Regions from separate parts of the Mus musculus genome. Here region 1 is linked to region 2. The links are chromatin contacts, called in public ChIA-PET maps. All regions are on one chromosome and are shown on one strand. Each heading gives the region's core, a stretch centred on a gene start, on an enhancer-like site or on the middle of the called end of the contact. The rest is flanking DNA. Distances are from core to core; before and after follow the strand shown. Region 1 overlaps Wdr25 (WD repeat domain 25). Region 2 holds the start of Gm33682 (a long non-coding RNA gene).

Region 1 (7,155 bases), core at 334-2,833, 150 kb before region 2:
TGCTGCCTCAAGATACACTCAATTATCCGATAAACCACGGGAAAACTGAAAATGCCAAAGTGCTGGAATTGCCTAAACACAAACTCTCAACAATGTCAGCACGAAAGGCTGGCCGGGTCAGGCCTAGATGGAAAAAGGAGGAGGAGAGGGAGGGGGCGAAGAGGAGGAAGAGGTAGAGGAGGAGGAGGAAGAGGAAGAGGAGGAAGAGGAAGAGGAAGAAGAAAAGGAGGAGGAGGAGGAGGAAGGAGAGGAAGAGGAGGAGGAAGAAGAGGAAGAGGAGGAGGAGGAGGAAGAGGAGGAAGAGCAGGAACATGCAGTGGGAGGCAGCACCCTTGAGCACAAGGCACTTGGCACATGAACTCTGTTGGCCTCCCTGTGGAGCAGGCCCTCTCCTGCTCACGAGCTCACGAAGCAGCAGCCTTGAAAGCTTGGAGTTTACACTCAGCTAGGCATCCTCACATTTGTCCCTGGTGTAGGCCAGGTGGGGCTGGAGCAGCACAGGAAACTCAGAGTAGGTGGTCAGCTCCAGCCTATTCTTCGGATACCCCAAAACACATCACCTGCCGAGTTCTAAGAGCCATCTAAATGGAGCATGGTGCCCTGAACTGGTCCCTGGGACAGGAAAGGGGCGTTAACAGGAAATTAAGTAAAAGGCAGGCAAGTGCACTGCAGAGTTAGCTGAGTGTGGTAGAGTTGCCTGATGTTAACTTCTTAGCTGTGTGAGAGGGAGGTCAGTGTGAGGAACGTGGGGAAGGACCAGGCACTCACTGCGTGCTGCTTTATACATCTAGGGTTATTTTTTAAAGTTTTACAAGAAGAATAAGAAGGGCCGTTAGAAACTAAGAGTCCCGTTTTTCTCACAGTGATTCATCTCTTTCGTATAAACCAGCACCCCTGACAGGCTTAACCGCCATAAAGTTTTATTGGCGTGCAGGCTGCAGCATTACAGCAGAGCCACACTCCCACAGCCAGAGTGAGTTATTAAGCCCTGAGCGAGCTGGCAGCGCCCTTTCCTCTGGAGCTGGAACACAGCAGTGACATGCCTCCACACATCAAGGAGCTGCAGCTCAGACCACAGAAAGCACACACACTTGGAAGACTGTGCTGAAATCTCTTTGCCCTCCCTACTCCTCAGCAGGGCTGCACAGGTCCCTCTGGGCCTCAGGTACCCAGCCAGCCAGCATCCTTGGATTGCCTTAGGTTACTGGGGGCAGCACACTCTGCCACATTGCTAGGTCTTTGCAGTGTGCTTGGGATGGTCTGCCACGGCCTTGCTGTGCATCTATCACACCTCCTCAGTGCCCCAACAGCCCAAAGCATCTTATCCTCCACCCTACAGCACAGTCATGATCCTGCCCCACCATTCCCTGCCCGCTCTGACCCCCTGTGCTGCTTCCTCACAGGGAAGACTAGTCCAGGCATTCGTCTCTGATCTCACTCTGTCCCAGCACCCAACTCTTGCAACAGATGCAGGATGAATGAAATACTGTGTTAGGAATGCAAGCAGTTCTTCCTATCCTGCCACTCCCGGGAACAGGTCAGGAAGACTCTATGTGTTAGAGGAAAGGAAACAACCCTCCAGAAGAAACAGATGTTGCTACAGAAGGACAGGTCCATTCCCACAGACATGAGTGTGGCACAAGAGTCCTCTTTTGACAGGGAAGTTGAAAAGCTTTTCAGAGGCTTTGGTTTCCTTGACAACAGCATTGCTGTAGACATGCCGGGAAATAATTAAAAAGTATGTTCCCATTGCTCCAAGTGCTGTAAGTGTTTTTAACCAACAAGAAACAAGTCATTCTGGGTGGCTTCAGTGTGACAGAGCCAAGGGCACACACAGAGACCCCATGGCACCATCGCCTTTCTCTGCACTTGGGGGCCTAAGGGAAGGACCGGAGCCATTAGCCCGGTACAACAGTGACCACAAGAATTTTAAGTCAGATTAACAGCAAACCTTTCCAAAGGCCAAACCTCTGGCAGTTCCCTGAACTGACTCTCATTAACACCATGTACTAGAAAGAAACTGAGGCACAGAAAAAAGAACAATCCAGGCCATGTGGCCAGGGACCTCCACAGCCCCTCCTCAGGCTGACTCCAAGAGCTCACCACTCCTGGAAGAGACTCACATTCTGTCCTCTGGGCCCTGGCCCCCATGTGGAGCCACTCATGCTGGCTACCTCACATGGCAGGACCTGCATCCCCCCTGTGCCTCCCACAGAGCAGGGACTTACAAAGCCAGGCAGCTAGAGGCCCCTGCCCCTGCTCACCATGCTCCCTCTTTTTTCAGATGGCTCTAATGTTGTGTTTTGTTTTAACAGCTTTACTGTGTTCGTGTCTTTCATTGTAAGCTTCCTCAAATCCTTTCTGGATTTATGATTTATAAATAAGTAATAAATAAACACACAAGCTGCAAGCAGCGGCCCAAGACTATTACCTGAGAGCGTGAATACAAACATCTCAACAGATGTGGCACAATCATCGTCTTGATTTAGCTCCCAGCAGATTCGAAGGCCCTTGAACAAGCCTGGACCCAGTTAACACATCACTCTCCACAGAGATGCTTCCTGCATGCACTGGAGGGCAGGGTGGGCCCAGGGACAGAAGTGTAATTGAGACCTCTGGGAGGTCTCCCAGACCCTGCGGCTCAAAGGGCTCATTCACAAATGTCTTCTTAGCACTGACTATGTGTCCTATACTCCTCCAGGACTAGCACTACATGAAAAAAGAGCAGAGTCCTTTGATGGTGGGACCTATAGTGGGCCCATCCATGTCGGACAAGCTCAGCAAAGTCCCAAAAGAGGAAGGTCTTTAGCAAAGCCACATGACTGTCCTCTGCCACTTTAAAAAGGGAGGTGTCTAGAACACCCAGAATAGAAACAGGAAAGGCTGAGTTCAGAAGCCAGCTCTGTGCTTCCATGTCCCTCAGAACCCATCTCTGGTCCTTGGTTTTCTCACCTGTCAAATGGACAGAAGGAGGTTGCCAATGCCAACTGTCATTACGGGGTGACCATCACAGGCCTGTCAGTCATCTTAGAGTCCTTCCATGGCTTGCCTGTTGGATCCTCAGAAGGCTCAGACAGATGCTGACACACTCCCTCACTTACTACCAGGCAAACTAAAGCCAAGAGCTGAACCTACTTAGAGAGACTAGGGATTGAGGCAGAACCCAAAACAAGACTTATGAGCTCACTGACTACCTGGCGCCCTCTGTGTGGGAAAATGGCATGGAAGCCCCAGAGAGGCCAAGCTCTCCACAAGCACAGGAAGTATCAGGTGTCTTGTGTGTTGACCATCCTGGCCCAAAGCCACTAACTGGGTCAAGCTCTGCATCTGACCAACTCTCATTGCCAGCCTCCCTGCCTGTTCTTCTCTGTCACCTAGCCTGAGCTCAACCACAACCTCACACTTCCCTGCCTCGGAACCTGACAGATCTGTCCCACTTTCTCCTAGATTTTAGTCCCAACACTAGTGGTCACACTATTTCATCCTGATGTCTCTCCCCAACCAGGCTTCCTGGTGGCCAGGGTGTGCCTATTCTCCTCAAACCTAGAGTCCTGCATAGACCCAGAACTCCCCACAGGGTGGGGAAGGTGGATGGACAAGAGATGGCCACATAAAAGAGGAAAGGAAAGAACAGGCCTTCTGAGCCTGCAGTCAAGGGCCACCTATCTCCCAGTCAGTCCCTGGGGTCCTTTGTGTGTATATTTCAGCCAGCCAGACAACTCCAGGCAAAGCTAAAGGAACACACGACCCATGCAGCAATGTCCCAGTACAACTCTGGTACTTCACCCATCATAGCTGACATCATGTTACTGAACTAGAAAACAGCCCTGCCAGGAGGAGCCAAGGCCCCTGAGAGACCTACTGGAGTGAGTGGTTACAATGGAGTGTGCTAATCAGCCAGGCCTAGAAGTGCAGGCAAATTAGGTGGCAAGCCTCACCTGCTCAGCAGTGAGGCTTAGAAGGCAATTATAGAATAACCCCATTTGGAGCACCGGATAATACCTTCCATTTGTAAGGGCTTCATAGTTTACAAAGTGGCTTCACACTTCTAACCGCCTGATCCTTCCAGCCCTAGGAGGCAATTAGTTCATAGAAGCGCAGGCTGAAGCTCAGAGCAATGAGGGCACCATAGTCCCAACTCCCAGGGGCATGTGCAGAGCATGCAGTCCCACAACTAGGCTGAGCCAGGCTCTCCAGAACTGCCCACAGCTAGCACCCAAGCACAGAACGCTGCCTCATACAATCCCGAAGGGGCCTACAAACCACCCAAGCTTCCAAGCCCATACAGCAAAGGCACATTCTGCCACCTGGTAACAATGTATCGGGGTCCTGCCAGACTGCTACTGTAGCCCTCTACTAGTCAGAGTGCTGACACATTTCCTAATGCATCTTCCTCAGGAGGAATGGCTGCCCTCAAGACCACAAGCACACAAGCTCACTTTCCTAACAGTCCCAGCATGGTGACAGATGTCATGGCCCAGAAAGGTGAGGACATGGCAAGGGTCCAATGTACCAGCACCTTCCAGAATGTGCTTACAGGACACTGAGGGGGTGTGAAGAGGCGCAGATGAAAACACACAACTCTCCTAACCAAAGGTTACGATGAAAATGTGGTTTAATTTGTGTTTTTGTACCTTTCAAAATAACACTTCAACTGGTGTAGAAAGAGCCCACTTGTGTTTATGAAAGCTCTCCCGTCCCCCTACGGCTGCTGGGCCGTGTAAACACACTGTGAGGAGGGGACAGAAATAGCTGCTTGTGAAACTTTTAATACTAGCGTGTATGAGAATTAGAATTCTAAACCCAGCAGGTTAAAAATGTTCTGAAAGCAATTTTGGTGTTAGTCTAAATAATTATAGATGGTGCTCACTTAGATAAGGGCCTTTGCCCCCTCGGGGCTCCAAGGGAAAATTCTAGGCATGATAGTTAAGCAAAATAGTTGGTTATTACAGAGGCTTTTCGGTGGCAGTGCAAATTGGTATAATCCTTCTGGAAAGCAATCTGACAGGAGACGAACCTGGACCCATGGAAATGTACAACCCTTTGACCCAGCAGTCCCACTTCTGGGAATCAGTCTAAAAGAAATAATCCAACAGAAAGGGGTTTCATGCATGAAGATAACCACTTCAGTATTATCTATAACAGCAAAAATTAGAAACCACCTCGGTGTCCAAGGGCGGCTAAGTAAATTACAGTTAATCAACTCGATAGAGCGTCGCAGAACCAGTGAAAATTGACGGCCCTCCGAAGACACAGGGGCTGGTTGTGCTGCAGCAGCCAGGGCTCCGGGAGAATGTTAAGTGGCAAGCACAGGCTGCTGGAACCGTGTGTGCTCTCTAAGAAAAGCCCGTGTGGACCAGAAAGGGACAGGAGGACAGCGCCAGGGTGACCAGGGCTTAAGCATTCACTGGGCATGGAGGACCTGCTGTTCAGCACCTGGGAGCAGATGGTGGCTTGGAACCCCTCATCATGTTTTGTCTACTTATTTTAGGATTTAATCCAAGCAGAAAGAAGGGACACAGCTACAGCAGAACCTAGTCACTTGCCCCAGAGCTGGGATGGGAAGCCATTCCTGAGATTGCAAGTTACTTAAGACCACATTCGTTAAGCCTTTTGGTCTCTCCCACGCAGCCTAGAATGCGTAAGGGCCCGAAGAGCAGCTGACTGTGTGCATGACAGCGACAGCACATCGGCAATGAAAACCAAAGACATTTGAAAATATTTATGAACTTGTGTAGAATTAGCAAAAATAAACCCACCACGCATTAATATAAATAACATGTTTCTTATAAAAATAGCTAGAGTCTTCATAGCAGAAAGAAATTAGCGGGAAGGCATTGTTTACATTTTTGTGGGTTACACTGCTGCCTGACTTAATACAAGACAGCTGGGCTTTCATATCTGCTGCAGTATTTAATCTATGGCAATGGTGCCTGTCATGTAGCCCCTGGGAAAGTCCATTTACACTCCTGAGAGAATGAAAGTAGAAAAGGCAAATAACTTCTAGGTGTGATTATGAAAATAGTTTTGACCCGGTGGAAGGGTCGCAAGGACCCCTGGGGTGTTCAGATCATTGCAGTAGATTACAGCATCCCAGGCTGCAGCTATAGGGTTCAGATCATTGCAGTAGATTACAGCATCCCAGGCTGCAGCTATAGGGTTCAGATCATTGCAGTAGGTTACAGCATCCCAGGCTGCAGCTATAGGGTTCAGATCATTGCAGTAGATTACAGCATCCCAGGCTGCAGCTATAGGGTTCAGATCATTGCAGTAGGTTACAGCATCCCAGGCTGCAGCTATAGGGTTCAGATCATTGCAGTAGGTTACAGCATCCCAGGCTGCAGCTATAGGTGCTGGGTGGGTGCACAGCTGAAGTGCAGCCTCACTGGATTATTTCCTAGAGACCCACCCACATGCCGACAGCTGTGGCCTGCAGTGGAAAGTGGCCTTTTCACTCCTCTCACCCTTCTGGTTCCTCTACAGCAGTGTGCATTTCTTTTAGGGTCAGAGCACATTTCTTTCTTTGAGGCAGGATTTGGAAAGCCCTGATGTACCTGCGCCCTGAAGAATGAAGCTGGGTGGGAAGGTCACTTTAAATCATTAGTAGCCAGTGCTGGTGTGGGGAAGCATCAGGAAGCAGGGCTGGGTGGGGGCGGCAGCACCGCTCCTTAATATGCTGATCGATCCCTGGCACCTAGCACACATTCATCACAGTGCCATGCGGCCTGCCTGGGACCCAGTGACGAGAACTGAAACTGGCTCAAGCTAATCACTGCTAGATGAAGGTCAAATATAGGTGACTATATATCAGCTAGCAGGGTATGAGTAGACATGCCACTGCCTACAGCAGCTGGACACTTACAAAGGGAGAAGCCCGACCACAGACTTGACTACAAAATATGCTAGGTTTTCTCTGCTTTAAAAAAAAAAATGATAATGAAATACCAGAACTCAAACACCACCTGGGGGAAGGAGAGGAGGCGGGCTATGATGAGGGTCAATACTGTTAGCATGTAAATTGCCTGGAGATGGGGAACACTAAGACCATGGGAGATTAATGGACAGGAACCCCAATGACAAACCACTTACTTAGCATTCACAAGGTGCCAGGCCTGAGTCTAACCGCACTGTCCATAAATGAACTCATCTGGCCCT
Region 2 (6,648 bases), core at 3,759-6,258:
GTGACTCCTCTTTTGATCCTCACCCCGCCCCCGTTCCCAAGGGAGTGTCTGATGGGTGTGGACTGCGAGCTGCCATTGCCACACTGTCGTGACGTGTTCTGTGCTCTCAACCCCCTCGGCCTTTCTGCAGTTATAAGGGATTCTTCGTGTTTTCCCCGTGGCCTGCACCAGACACCAGAACAGCTTATTCAGTCTGCTGATGGCAGCACCGTCCTCACAGATGGGCTGAAGGGGTTGCTGTTCTTGTGTTTCTCTCCCCAATTTACTCAGCTCCAGCAAGCTCTTTGGTCCCCACAGTCCTCCTGCCAGGTGTCTCAGCCACCCTGTATTAGCCAAGGCCCAAAGTCCCCCCACCTCCTCACATGTCCTTTTTCCCACACTGCTCCAGGACATTTCAGGGCCTTCCAATGTACCAGGAACCCTCCCTCTAGAGCCACCTGTGCCCCTCACCATCATGTTGTGTGTTACAAGTGGCTTTAGGCTTTGGACTTTAATGTGACATTCGATAAAACCTCCCTCCTGGGGCTGGAGAGATGGCTCAGTGGTTCCAGAGGTCCTGAGTTCAATTCCCAGTAACCACATGGTGGCTCACAACCATCTGTAATGGATCTAATGCCCTTTTCTGATGTGTCTGAAGACAGTGAGAGTGTACTCATATACATAAAATAATTTTTTTATTTTTTTATTTTTCTTTTTTTTTTTTTTTTTTTTTTTTGGGTTGGTTTTTCGAGACAGGGTTTCTCTGTATAGCCCTGGCTGTCCTGGAACTCACTTTGTAGACCAGGCTGGCCTCGAACTCAAAAATCCGCCTGCCTCTGCCTCCCGAGTGCTGGGATTAAAGGCGTGTGCCACCACGCCCGGCTTAAAATAATTTTTTTAAAGGTTTATGTATATGAGTACACTGTAGATATACAGATGGTTGTGAGCCTTCATGTGATTGCTGGGAATTGAACTCAGGACCTCTACTCACTCCGGCCCTGCTTGCTCTGGCCCAAATATTTATTTATTGTTATATGTAAATGTACTGTAGCTGTCTTCAGACACACCAGAAGAGAGCGTCAGATATCATTACAGATGAGTGTGCGCCACCATGTAGTTGCTGGGATTTGAACTCAGGACCTTCAGAAGAACAATCAGTACTCTTAAGCGCTGAGCCATCTCACCAGCCCCATAACAAAACCTTCCTCCCTCCTGTTTTCTGCTCCTATGTTGTGAGAACTTGAAGAAAGGCAGGAGAGCTTGGGGGGGGGGGGCACGCCTTTAATCCCAGCACTGGGGAGGCAGAGGCAGGTGGATTTCTGAGTTCGAGGCCAGCCTGGTCTACAAAGTGAGTTCCAGGACAGCCAGGGCTACACAGAGAAACCCTGTCTCGGGAAAAAAAAAAGAAAAGAAAAGAAAAGAGAGAAAGAAAGAAAGGAGAGAGGATAAAGAGTGAAAGATGAAGCTTGGCCATCAGACTTCTCAGAAGTACTGAGTTCAAAGAGCATTTCAGCTGAGACATCCATAACCAAGAGCAGAGGGACTAGAGACTGCTTCTGGAAGCTCGGTGAACAGAGGACCAGGACCCTCCCCTGCCTGCCGCTGGCGCTCAGTTCTCCTGCCCCCTGACTACAGTCCCTTATTTCCCTGTTTACCCTGCTCCCTGCCCCTCCCCTCAGTTTGCTGGCTGTCTCTCACCCTTTGCTACCCCACTTCACTTCCTTCCCCCCTAGCAGAGCATTAATGTATAGATTTCACACCCGTCCTATTTCTCAGCTACGGCTTCGTGTGTTATTAATAGCACCAATAGATGAGTTGTGCTCTCAGCCTTCCCCCTCCCCCTAAGAAGATCCCGGCATATGTAATTGTTTTACTTCATGGCTTTTAATTGATTTTTCTTCCCAGGGATCCTCAGCCTTGCATAGAAAAGCTCCTTGTTCTCTGAACCAGGGGAACTGGGCAGCACCCTGAGCAGGTCCTCGCCTGGCCATCACCTGTACTGCCTGCATCCTCTCCCCTGTCCACTGCACCAGCCTGAAACCTAGGGACAAGCCTTTGTCCCCTGTGTGGAGAACTCTCATTAAGTCCCTCCTTCTTCCCTTAAGACTGGACCTGAGTTCCCTTTTTTCAAATACATCTTTTGGGGTGCAGACGCCGGCAGAATGACACTTTCCTGGGTCTCCTCGGGCCGCGGATTCTGGAATCCCGGAACTGGATTCTGTCCAATGTGCTGAGCTTTAGGGGCTGAAGCAAGGCGTCGACTGCCTTGGTGTATTTTCTGGAGCACACACACACTCATGGTTTCCTGAGCCATTCCTAACTAGGGCATGATGCCCTGTATTCCTGCCTTCCCCGGCTCCCTCCTCGCTGCCAGGCACAGTTCCCTAGGATAGTCCCTTCTCTCACTGGAACAATCAGAAAACACCTTCTCCACCAGCACTGGGCAGCCCCAGCCTCCCAGTCCCAGTTCCTCAAAATATCCTTGAGCTTGCTAGGTACTTTCTTCGGGCTCTAGTCTGCTGCACAGAGCAGCCCTGTTATTGATAGTGACAGCCTGGGATGAGAGTGTGCCCAGCTACCAGCAGCATACGGATGCTGAGCCAGGTGCACGGCTACCGTAGGAGCCCGTCTTCTCAACCGCGCCTCAGGAACCAGCTTGCATAGGAGCAGGCCCTGCTTGCCACTTCCTGCTTTAAACGGAGCCTGTAATACTGAGGTTGCTTTAAGAGAACAAGCCCTCTGTGTTCAACCACATTGCTGCTTGGCTTTGAAAGGCTCTGCAAACGGCAGGATCCCGTCCAGGAAGTCCTCAGCAGGGCGGGTCCTGGCTTACCAGGAAGTCCTCAGCAGGGCGGGTCCTGGCTTACTGATGTCACTGTCCCGATGGATGGCAGATTTACGGACTCAAATTGTGGGCAAAGGCTCAGCTCTGCCTCCTCTGGGACTAGAAGTTCAGTTCTCTACTAGTTGTGAAAGCGGTCAGGGCTGCTTTGGAGTGGGCTGGCTGTCCAGGAAGCTGATACGGAGGCCAGCTCTGGAGAAGTCAATGAGGCAGATATGGCAGGCTGTGACCAGGTAGTTCTCCTTGTTGGCTCTCTCATGTCTGTCTTTAAATTGACCAACCATAAAGTTTGTAGTAAAGATGGGGAGCCAACTGGGACAAAGAACAGATGGTGAAAAGGAAATTGACACAGGCAAAAAAACCAGCTCAGCAGCCCGGGCTTGCGGGGCTTGGGGGGCTTGGGGAATTTCCGGACTTTCCCATCTGCCTGCGACCAGAAATGTAGCAGAAGACCCAGGCTGGGGCAGGAGGCTTAGTCAGGCTTTCTGAACACTGGGCCACGGTAAGGAAAAGGCTCGGTCGGTTGGCTTCCCAGGGCCTCTATCCCTCAGCTGACAAGTTCTCGGCTTCCTTCCCTGTTAGGGGAACCTTTTCTTTTCATTGTGTAAAGGTATGTCTCCGTGTTTTTCGGTTGTTATTTCTGTACCTATAGACAGCCAAGTGCCGGCAGGATCCTGGTATTGTCATTTCAATGGCCCACCACTGGATTTTCTACTTTATAAATATTCGTCCTTCCTCATCGGCCTAAGGCAATCTAGAGTTGCATCACTCACTGCTGCTGATCAGTTGTAAGAAGGAGCAGGAAGGAGGAGGGTGGGGAAGAAGGCAGAAGCGGGCGAATCCAGAGCGGACATGGAGGGAACCCACACTGACCGCAGCAGAGCAGAGGAAGGAATAGAGCTAGCCGCGTGCCGGGGCATCACCTTAGGTTCACTGGTAACTGAAGAGTGTCCTAGGGGCTGGCGTGATGGCTCAGCGGGTAAGAGCACTGACTGCTCTTCTGAAGGTCCTGAGTTCAAATCCCAGCAACCATATGGTGGCTCACAACCACCCATTATTGAGATCTGACACCCTCTTCTGGTGCATCTGAAGACAGCTACAGTGTACGAATATATAATAATAAATAAATCTTTAAAAAAAAAAAAAGAAGAAGAGTGTCCTAGCTAAAGACCCACGCTTTAAACAGTTATTTATGCCACTGGCAGGTCGCAGAAAGTTCTGCTCTTCTTCCCCATCTGCCCCCTCAGCGCTTCTTAGGTTGTTAGCTGGAAAGAAAGGATAGGGACTGACCTCAGCCTCCAGTGGCAGGTGAGCACGGAGGAGTTTGGCTGGGCCTTGACCCTGTCATTATGGTGGCAAAGACTTGGGATGCCAGTAGCGTACCTCAGTTCTAGTTCAAAAGTCTCAGAGCCAGAAAAGCCCTGGTATAACTCAGCCCTGGGAACTCAGGACTACTGGGGCATTCAAGTCCTGGCAATACAAGGAAGACCTGTCTCTGAGTGCTGAGGGCAGGGCTGCCCTGGAGACAGAGACACACCCAGAACAGAACTCCACCAACTTTCTAGGGATTCCTAATCCAGTCAAGCCCATACTGACAGGGCTCCATGCATGGCTTTGGGCAATTGACCTAAAGTCTGAGTCCCAGCAAGTAGGCAGTTCTGGTTGTCAAGGGGAGTGTGATAATACATTTCTAGGAAGCACAGGGGTGTAAGAAGAGGTCTGGCTGTCAACAGGAGACCTAAATTCACTGGTCTCTAGTGTTCAATCCACTGCCCTTGGGTTTGGACTTTATGATGTCCATGAAAATACCCCAGAACACTCTAACCTGTATGTTTTCTGCTTGTTTCTATGTGGGCTTTACCTGTAACTTGCAGTAGGAGCCCCCAGATGTTCATGGACCTGGATTGGGGACAAAGCTCACCAGCCTGCTTCTGTAAGGATCCTCTGCACCAAAGGACAGGGCCACTTATAATCTGTGTCTTGCCAGAGCCTGGTATAGCTCGGAAGTAATAGCTAAAGTCCAGTCTCTCATTGCACAGAATAAAAAGCCAAATTTAAGCCATTCAGAATCTGTCAATGTATTGGGTCACGGTTTTCCTAGCCTTGACAGTGCATAAGGAACCCAGGGTGTATGCATATGCATGCAGATGTCAGAGGAGGTCAGAAGAGGGCAGCACATCCCCTGAGTCTAGAGTTAAAAGTGCTTATCAGCTGCTAACCATACATAGGTGCCAGGAGCCAAGCTAGGCGCAGGAGAAACAGTCCCAGATGTGGCGCGGCGGGGAGACCAGTTCAGCTGTGGCCTCATAGAACAATAGGCCAGGTCACTTCCCCCAAGACTTCCCCAGCCCCGAGAACAGCAGTCTAAGAGAGCGCACCACTGCAGTGCACAGGTACACACACTGCACGGGAGCCCACAGAAGTGGGAAGTGGGAGAGGTTGCAGCTGGCTGGCTGGGGCCCAGCTACAAGGACCGGCATGTTGCTTTCCAAAGAGCATTTCCAGGGTCCCTTCATGGAAAGAGCCTCTGTGGACAGCAAGATAATGGAGGGTGTAGACCACAGAAGGAAGCTACCTGATTAAGGATGATAAGGGGTGAAGCAGGAGTTGCTTTCATGTGGGAGGGACAGAAGCCCACTGGAGGAGGGGACACAGTGCAAATATTGCTAAGTGAACCTAGTAGCCTAGTAGGACAGCCCCAGTTCAGTAGGACAACCCCTGGAGCACCTAACCATGGTAGAGACCTGCAAAACCAGGAAGTGGGTGGCAGGCCTCTTCTACCTACTGCATGGTTCATGGGAGAGCACGGCAGAGCTAGCTTCCTGAAGCAGTCCTGAGCAGGGCCTCTTGCTTCTCCCTGCCTGCTTGGGTGGGAAAGGTTGCATGTACATGAAGAGATGGGTCAATAAGGCTGCCTTGGGCCTAAAGACAAAGGCACAGTAAGAACTGAGCCCTGGCAACCTGGCTTGGGTACCAAAATGGGATGCAGAAAGCTTTGGTGTTCCATGGAGGGTGGGTGAAAGGCATTGTAGGTCCCCTAAACCTGGCCATGAGATAACGTCCCAGTGGCTTCCCCCAGTACCCTGGGAGGAAGGCAGATCGGAACAGAACTGATTAACAGCTGTCTGGAAGGAAACCAAAGGTGAGTGGACATTCTCCCAACATTCCAATACACAACTTCCCTAAAGCCTCAGCAACTGATACTATTTCTTCTTGTTCTTCTTCTTGTTCTTCTTCTTGTTCTTCTTCTTGTTCTTGTTCTTCTTCTTCTTGCTCTTGTTCTTCTTGTTCTTCTTCTTGTTCTTGTTCTTGTTGTTGTTGTTGTTCTTCTTCTTGTTCTTCTTCTTTTTGTTCTTGTTCTTGTTCTTCTTGTTCTTTTTCTTGTTCTTCTTCTTGTTCTTCTTCTTGTTCTTCTCCTTCTCCTTCTCCTTCTCCTCCTTCTTCTCCTCCTTCTTCTCCTCCCTCTCCCTCTCCCTCTCCCTCTCCTCCCTCTCCCTCTCCCTCTCCCTCTCCCTCTCCCTCTCCCTCTCCCTCTCCCTCTCCCTCTCCCTCTCCCTCTCCCTCTCCCTCTCCCTCTCCCTCTCCCTCTCCCTCTCCCTCTCCTTCTTCTTCTTCTTCTTCTTCTTTTTTGGTTTTTGGTTTTTGGCTTTTTCAAGACAGGGTTTCTCTGTATAGCCCTGGCTGTCCTGGAACTCACTCTGTAGACCAGGCTGGCCTTGAATTCAGAAATCCGCCTGCCTCTGCCTCCCAAGTGCTGGGATTAAAGGCATGCGCCACCACCACCCAGCTTCTGATAGTATTTCTTAAAGATGTGTTTTTTATCAGGG

What was found. ChIA-PET counts read pairs in DNA pulled down with a chosen protein or histone mark.
Region 1: an RNA polymerase II ChIA-PET map of memory CD8 T cells shows a contact between it and region 2, with 92 read pairs. The contact joins two enhancer-like sites. A contact is called at or near these places in 4 of 484 Hi-C or Micro-C datasets (CD8 T cells, the HPC-7 cell line, Th1 cells and 1 more), 2 of 115 datasets of contacts at active chromatin or transcription factors (the HPC-7 cell line and memory CD8 T cells) and 1 of 9 other capture datasets (liver).

Annotation. Positions count from the first base shown.
Region 1 is chr12:108,908,714-108,915,868 of GRCm38.p6, reverse strand. The region is part of intron 2 of Wdr25 (WD repeat domain 25); the gene reads right to left. Among named protein-coding and RNA genes, the nearest start is that of Wdr25, 18 kb to the right of the region's middle. Within about 2 kb of position 1,583, at least 79 of the 459 cell types and tissues checked have an H3K27ac peak or open chromatin away from gene starts, as enhancers often do. A contact at or near this core is called in CD8 T cells, Th1 cells and memory CD8 T cells, where this site is marked.
Region 2 is chr12:108,762,076-108,768,723 of GRCm38.p6, reverse strand. It overlaps Gm33682 (a long non-coding RNA gene), which reads left to right and starts at 1,374. Exons shown (of 2, transcript XR_381914.3): 1 at 1,374-5,963; 2 at 6,647-6,648. Within about 2 kb of position 5,008, at least 84 of the 459 cell types and tissues checked have an H3K27ac peak or open chromatin away from gene starts, as enhancers often do. A contact at or near this core is called in CD8 T cells, Th1 cells and memory CD8 T cells, where this site is marked.